2 separate regions of the Sus scrofa genome follow, and region 1 is linked to region 2. Evidence: chromatin contacts called from public Hi-C data. All regions are on one chromosome and are shown on one strand. The core of a region is the stretch at or near the end of the contact, and the rest is flanking DNA. Distances in the headings are between cores, read along the strand shown. Region 1 overlaps KIAA0391 (mitochondrial ribonuclease P protein 3). Region 2 holds the start of NFKBIA (NFKB inhibitor alpha).

The links. Hi-C and Micro-C count contacts between places; a contact is called where the count stands out from the background.
Region 1: a contact with region 2 is called in a Hi-C map of liver, with 2.6 times the contacts expected there. The contact joins the enhancer-like site here to the promoter of NFKBIA in region 2. A contact is called at or near these places in 5 of 5 promoter capture datasets (fetal liver, fetal skeletal muscle, liver and 1 more), 28 of 47 Hi-C or Micro-C datasets (adipocytes, adipose tissue, alveolar macrophages and 14 more) and 2 of 2 datasets of contacts at active chromatin or transcription factors (alveolar macrophages and skeletal muscle).

Annotation. Positions count from the first base shown.
Region 1 is chr7:64,687,743-64,691,313 of Sscrofa11.1, forward strand. The region is part of intron 5 of KIAA0391 (mitochondrial ribonuclease P protein 3); the gene reads right to left. Among named protein-coding and RNA genes, the nearest start is that of PPP2R3C, 73 kb to the right of the region's middle. Within about 2 kb of position 2,154, at least 6 of the 83 cell types and tissues checked have an H3K27ac peak or open chromatin away from gene starts, as enhancers often do. A contact at or near this core is called in fetal liver, liver and omental adipose tissue, where this site is marked.
Region 2 is chr7:64,506,691-64,510,000 of Sscrofa11.1, forward strand. It overlaps NFKBIA (NFKB inhibitor alpha), which reads left to right and starts at 1,429. Exons shown (of 6, transcript NM_001005150.1): 1 at 1,429-1,655; 2 at 2,230-2,338; 3 at 2,690-2,900; 4 at 3,190-3,278. The coding sequence starts at 1,429. LOC110261573 (a long non-coding RNA gene) reads right to left here and starts at 2,223. Exons shown (of 3, transcript XR_002345861.1): 1 at 1,874-2,223.

The DNA.
Region 1 (3,571 bases), core at 904-3,403, 180 kb after region 2:
CTTGCAGCAATGCCGGATTCTTAACACGCTGATCGAGGCCAGGGATCGAACCCGCATCCTCATGGAGACTATGTCAGGTCTTTAGCCCACTAAGCCACAATGGGCACTCCGTGGGCTTAAACTTTTAGATGGTTGTGTTTTGTTCGGTTTGGTTTTTGTCGGGGAGGGGCAGTGGGGTGATAAAGAGAGTGAAGCTGTTCCTTCTGGAGCTGGAAAGCACACAAGTTAGTGGCCACAGGGGCACTCTCATTTTGAGACCATGCCATATCCCATGAAAATCTAGAGAGGGGTTTTCTCGAGTCGGCAGGTCCAGGCTGGTGGGTTAAAGGAAAGAGAGAGGGCACAAAAGATAAGTAATCTCAGAACGTAGGGCTCAGAAGCAAAGAACAGAAAACTCAATGGATACAAAGAAAGAAAGAAATCACTGCACAGTGTGCCAGGGCTGCAGCAGCCCAGACACACCTGGCAGCCTGGGACTCGGAGGGAAGCAGTGTCAGATGCCATGGGAGAAGTGGCACCAAGTACCTGCTCCTGGTGCCCCTGGGGCCCACCTCAAGTGAGGGGGAGAAAGGTCTTTGTGGTTTTGTGGTATGTGTTTCAAAAGTTAAGAATCTAATTTTTATTAAAATGGCAAGATCACTGTGTCAAAAAAAAGAAAAAAAGAAAAAGAAATCAAGTCTCAGAACAGCATGGAAAAGAGCAGAGAAACAGTGGGAAAGATCCCCACCTATTCCTTCTGCAGCAACACACCAAAACAACTATGTCTTTTCATGAGACATACGTAAAAAGGGCCTCTACCTATTATAATATATTTATAACCCTGCTAAAGAGAAGTCTTATGCACTTGAAACAATCATTAGGGAATCCCAAGCAACCTTTAAATGCTAAATATAATCTTGCAATTACAAAAAATAACTGGATAGACATGCCAATTTTATTAGTACAGCTAAACTAGGAAAAACGCAGGTAGAGCTAAACAAAATTGATGCAAAAGAACCAAAAGTGTTGAGAGTATCATGTGTGGAAAAAAGTTTTTAAGTTCCAAAGCACTGCAAACCACGGAAAGGGTAAGTTCTTTTCTTTGCATTTCCACTGACTCTAAAAATAAACCTCTAACATTTTCCAGTCTATAAAAGAAATATAAGCTCTTTATTTTAAAATATTCCAACACTACATAAATGCATCATATAGAAAACCATAACCATCCCCTATGGAGGTAACCAGTGTTAATAGTTGGGTAACAACTGCTTTTTTGACTACTTGAGACAAAGGAATAGGAGAGCTGCTCTGAACCAGTTTATATACTATTTCAGTTTCCCCTTTGAAGCCCTTCCTACTACTCCACTGCTAAGGAGGCAGAAAAGGAAAAATAACACCCAAAACACATGCTGATCCTCCAAAACAGGCAAACCACAAACAAGATTAATCCTTGGAAAAAAGAAAGGGGGAGGGGTGGGACTTGGCAAAACTATTACACTAAGTGGCAGAAACAAATATTACTGGAATTTGAAAAATGGAGTAAAAGTAGGAAAAATGCTAACCTTTCCTTTGTGCTGTCCTCAATAATCAAAAAAGGGGATAGCACTTTTTTCTTGAGAGAAAACTGAAGTAACCTATATAATTATCAATGTTTTTTTAGCTTTTAAAGAATGTTGTAGGAGTTCCCTCATGGCTCAGTGGGTTAAGGATCTAGCATTGCACTGCTGTGGCTTGGGTTTGACCCCTAGCCCAGGAACTTCCATATGCCATAGGCATGGCCGGAAAAAAAAAAAGAAAAAGAAAAAAAAAATGTTGTACAAATTAGGATTTCTGGAGCGCCAGAAGTAAGGAAGTGCTCAAAAAACACACACTAATGAGCAAATGGCAAAGGAACACAAGAGCCAACAAAAAGCTTGCAGCTTCCAGAGCTAAAAAAATGATAATGACAAAATAATGTAATATTAGATTATAACCTAAAGTATAAAATAAATATCCACAAGTCCATACTACTATAAATAAGTGATAAAATAAGTAAATGGGGGAGAACAGACACATTTCCCAAGCAGAATTCCAAATAACTTGTGTAAATACTTTGCCCCCAAGGAGGCGGAGCATAACTGCTGCCACTTTTAGTGTGGGCTGCACACTGACTTCCTTCCAAAAATAACAGTAGGAAAAGCGGGGGAGAAAAAAATAACCTCACGGTGGAGAAACTTGACAAACACTCCCTCAGTCAGGTGATCAATATCACATCAACAGCGATAAGTCACATTGCTAGTGTGTACTTTTACTAAAAAATGCTATGAGAACGGCATTTTACCTCTGTGGTCTTCCTCTGCTAAACCTGTAAGTACAGCCTAATCATGAGGAAAACATCACATAAATCCCAATTGTGGGACAGTCTACAAAACACCTACGCAGTACTCCTCAAAACTGTCAAGCTCATCACAATCAAGGCCCGTCCAGAAACTGTCACAGCCAAGAGGAGTCTCACGACACAACAGCTAAATGTAATGTGGGATCCTGGAAGGGATCCTGTTAGAAAAAGGACAGCAACACAACTTAGAATAGATTTACAAGGAGATCCTGCTGAATAGCATTGAGAACTATGTCCAGACACTCATGTTGCAACAGAACAAAGGGTGGGGAAAAAAATGTAATTGTAACGTATACATGTAAGGATAACTTGATCCCCCTTGCTGTACAGTGGGAAAATAAATTAAAAAAAAGAAATTAAAAAAAAAGAAAAAGGATAGCAAGTGAAAACTAAGGGAATACGAACAAAGTACGAGCTTTGGAGAATGATAATGTATCCATGTTGGTTCATTAACTGTGACAAATTTACAACTAACAGAAGATGTTGGAGTTCCTATTGTGGCTCAACAGTAACGAGTCCAACTAGTATCCATGTGGACTTGGGTTCAATCCCTGGCCTTGCTACCATGAGCCATGGTGTAGGTTGCAGATGTGGCTTGGATCTGGCATTACTGTAGCTGTGGCTTAGGCCAGCTCCGATTAGGCTCCTAGCCTGGGAACATCCATATGCTGCATGTGCAGCCCTAAAAATCCAAAAAAAAAAAAAAAAAAAAAGGAAGATGTTAATGACAGAGAAAGGTAGGTAGAGGGCATGTGGGAACTCCCTGAACTATCACTGCAATTTTTTTTTCTGTAAGTCTAAAACTATTCTAAAAGAAAAGTTCATTTTAAAAGAACTAAAAAGTCGGGAGTTCCCTTTGTGGTATTGTGGAAACAAATCTGACTGGAATCCATAAGGACATAGGTTCGATCCCTGGCCTCGCTCAGTGGGTCAAGGATCCGGTGTTGCTGTGAGCTGTGGTGTAGGTTACAGATGTGGCTCAGATTCCACGTTGCTGTGGCTGTGGCATAGGTTGGGAGCTATAGTTCTGATTCGACCCTGGGAACTTCCATATGCTGTGGATGCAGCCCCAAAAAACAAACAAAAAAACCTAAAAAAAATATCTAAAACGAGGGTAAGAGTATATCATTTTTAGGGCCACACCTGTGGCATATGGAGGTTCCCAGGCCAGGGGTCTAATTGAAGCTACAGCTGCCGGCCTACACCACAGCCACA
Region 2 (3,310 bases), core at 179-2,678:
ATTGCAACAATCACGAGAAATCTCTGCAAAACTATAAAAGCTTCCTGGGGTGCCTTCTGAAAAAGTCTGATCCAAGTTGCTTTATTAGGGCCTGGACCATTTCTAGAAGTAGATGAATGCATTCCTTTCATTGGCTAGGAGGTGGGGATGGGGCAGAGAGCATACTTCTGTTTCTGCAGCTGAGACCTGGACATGGTGAACCTGGAGTAGCTACCCATATGGCATGGACAGGTCCAACTGCTGCCCCCTCCTTTGTCCCCCAAGAAGCCAGCAGGGGCAGGATGAAGGCCACCTTGGGGCTGCCCTGAGCCTCCTGCAGTATGCCTGGCAACTACTTTCTTAGCCATCTTTAAGGCCCAATCTTGGGTAAAATACTACTCAACCCATTCTTTAGCCACCTTCTCCAAATGCTTCTAGAAAGCGGCCCCCACAAGTAGGTTCTCTGCAGCAGCACAGTGCAAATGGAGGAACACGACCTCAGTAATTATTTTGTCACTGCAAAGTATCTACAACCTTTGCTATAAAAATTAACACCTTGCTTTCCCTGAAAAATAGCCCAGTCATATCCAGCATTTTCCAGCATCCAGGGCAGAGTGCTTGCTCCTCCCCCAGTCAACAGGACTGTTCATACCGAGGAAATGATTTGAGGGTTCTCTAAGCATTTACGCTGTTAATGCTAAAGCTTTCACGACTTCTACCTGAGGGGGGCTTGAGGGAGGGGGAGGTTTATGTCCCTGCACTGCCAGGAGCCTGGTCTTTGGTAGGAACGCAGAGGCAGCCGGCGACCTTCCACCCTCAGTGTGTCCTTCCCCAGGAGTTTAGGGAAGTGAATCCCTAGATCCAGCCAACATTTCCACTCCCATTTTCAAGAGATTAAAAAAAAAAAAAAAAAAAAAAAAGGAAAGCATCGGCAGGTCAGCAAACCAGCAGTTCTCCATCCTTGGGATCTTAGCAGCCGACGACCCCAAATCAAATCGATCGTGGGAAACCCCAGGGAAAATAAGGTTCCATGCAGAGGGCCAGGATTACTGACTGCAGGCTGCAGGGAAGTACCGGGGGAGGGGGCCGGGTCGGGAGGACTTTCCAGCCACTCAGCGTGCATTAAAAAGTTCCCTGTACATGACCCCAGTGGCTCATCGCAGGGAGTTTCTCTGATGAACCCGGGCGCGGGGTTTAGGCTTCTTTTTCCCCCAGCAGAGGACGAGGCCAGTTCTCTTTTCTGGTCTGACTGGCTTGGAAATTCCCCGAGCTTGACCCCGCCCAGGAGAAATCCCCTGCCAGCGTTTATAGGGCGCCGCGGCGGCGCTGCCGAGCCCACAACAGTCCGAGGCCATCGTCCCGCCCGCCCGAGCCACCGCGAGCAGCCAGCGCGCCGCGCAGCCTGTGGCCCGCGCACCTAGGGAGCAGCGCCCAAGCCCTCATCGCGCCATGTTCCAGCCCGCAGAGCCCGGCCAGGAGTGGGCCATGGAGGGGCCCCGGGACGCGCTCAAGAAGGAGCGGCTACTGGATGACCGCCACGACAGCGGCCTGGACTCCATGAAGGACGAGGAGTACGAGCAGATGGTGAAGGAGCTGCGCGAGATCCGCCTCGAGCCGCAGGAGGCGCCCCGCGGCGCCGAGCCCTGGAAGCAGCAGCTCACCGAGGACGGAGACTCGTAAGTGTCGCGGGCCCGGGTGGCGGGGCCGGGTGGGGGCGCTGGGCCTGCAGCCGGAGGTGCGGGGCCCGCGCTGCGGCCGCGAATCGGGGTTCGTGCACGGACCCCGAGGCTGTGCAAAGGTGCACGGTTGCGCGTGGGAGCCGGGGATCGGGGATTGGGGCCGTGGTCCCGCGGCTCTACCTTGCAGCCGTGCACACCTCCCACCCCTCACCCACCTTTGCGGGTCCCCTCGGCCGGGGGCGGGGCGGCCACGGGGACGCGAAGTCCCCGCTTGCATAAGGGGGGGCGGGAGTTTCTGCCCCGCTGGCGGGCGGGAGGGGAAGTACAGGGCGTTCCGGCCCGGCGGGAGGGCGGGGCGGTCTGGCCGGCGCCCGCCGCCTGGGGAGGGGGGGGGGGCGGAAAGTCCCTGGGTGCCTGCCAGGAACACTCAGCTCATAATAACCTCGCGGAAAACACCGCGGCCTCGGCCTCCAGAAACCCCGGGCTTGCGCAATCCCCTGCGGGCTGTGCCTCCCTGGGCCCCACGCAGTGCACTCACCAGCCCTGGGGGTTTTCCCTCTCTTCCCCTCAGGTTCCTGCACTTGGCCATCATCCATGAAGAGAAGGCACTGACCATGGAAGTGGTCCGCCAAGTGAAGGGAGATCTGGCTTTTCTTAACTTCCAGAACAACCTGCAGCAGGTGCGCTGCTTGCCCGCCCCGTGCCTCTTGGGTTCTGCCTCTCTGACCCCTTGATGGAGCTGGATCTAGCACAGTTATTTCCAATGATTTCCCAATTAACTGCCCCTAGTCATGATCCGCCCTGAGCTTTTACATCTGAATCAGCCAACATCCTAGAGAGGAAGGAAAAATCCCATTGATTTGGTGAGGCTTTTATGAAGCCCACCTGGGGTCTCCCGTCTGTTTCCTTAACCCCTTGTATCTGTCTGGGAGGAGCGGCACGCACAACCAGGATATCTCTAGGGTTCAAGGGGAACATGGATTGTGGGTTTGATCCATGGCTTATCCTTTCTGTCCCTCTTCTGTTGGTAGACTCCACTCCACTTGGCGGTGATCACCAACCAGCCAGAAATCGCTGAGGCACTTCTGGAAGCTGGCTGTGATCCTGAGCTCCGAGACTTTCGAGGAAATACCCCTCTACACCTTGCCTGTGAGCAGGGCTGCCTGGCCAGTGTGGGAGTCCTGACTCAGCCCCGCGGGACCCAGCACCTCCACTCCATTCTGCAGGCCACCAACTACAATGGTAAGTCTGGCTGCCCTATGCATCAGAGGGCACGTGACACAGACAAGGGAGAGGTGGGCCGACTTAAGGCAAGGTGTAAACTCTCAACACGTGAAAGGCTGAGAAAACATGTATGCATCAAGGTCTTAGTAAAACATGTATGCATTTGATGCCTTACTAAAGTCCATTCAGAACCCAGAGTCTGGGTTCTTCAAATTCAGAAGACCTCCTCCCTTAAAAGAATAGGTGAAAGTTCTGAGAAGTGAGGGTGGCAACAAGTGCTTATATTTTGTTACTTTTGGTACTCTAGGCCACACATGTCTGCACTTAGCCTCGATCCATGGCTACCTGGGCATTGTGGAGCTGTTGGTGTCTTTGGGTGCTGATGTCAACGCTCAGGTGGGTGCTTCAAGCCTACAGATGGAGGGCAT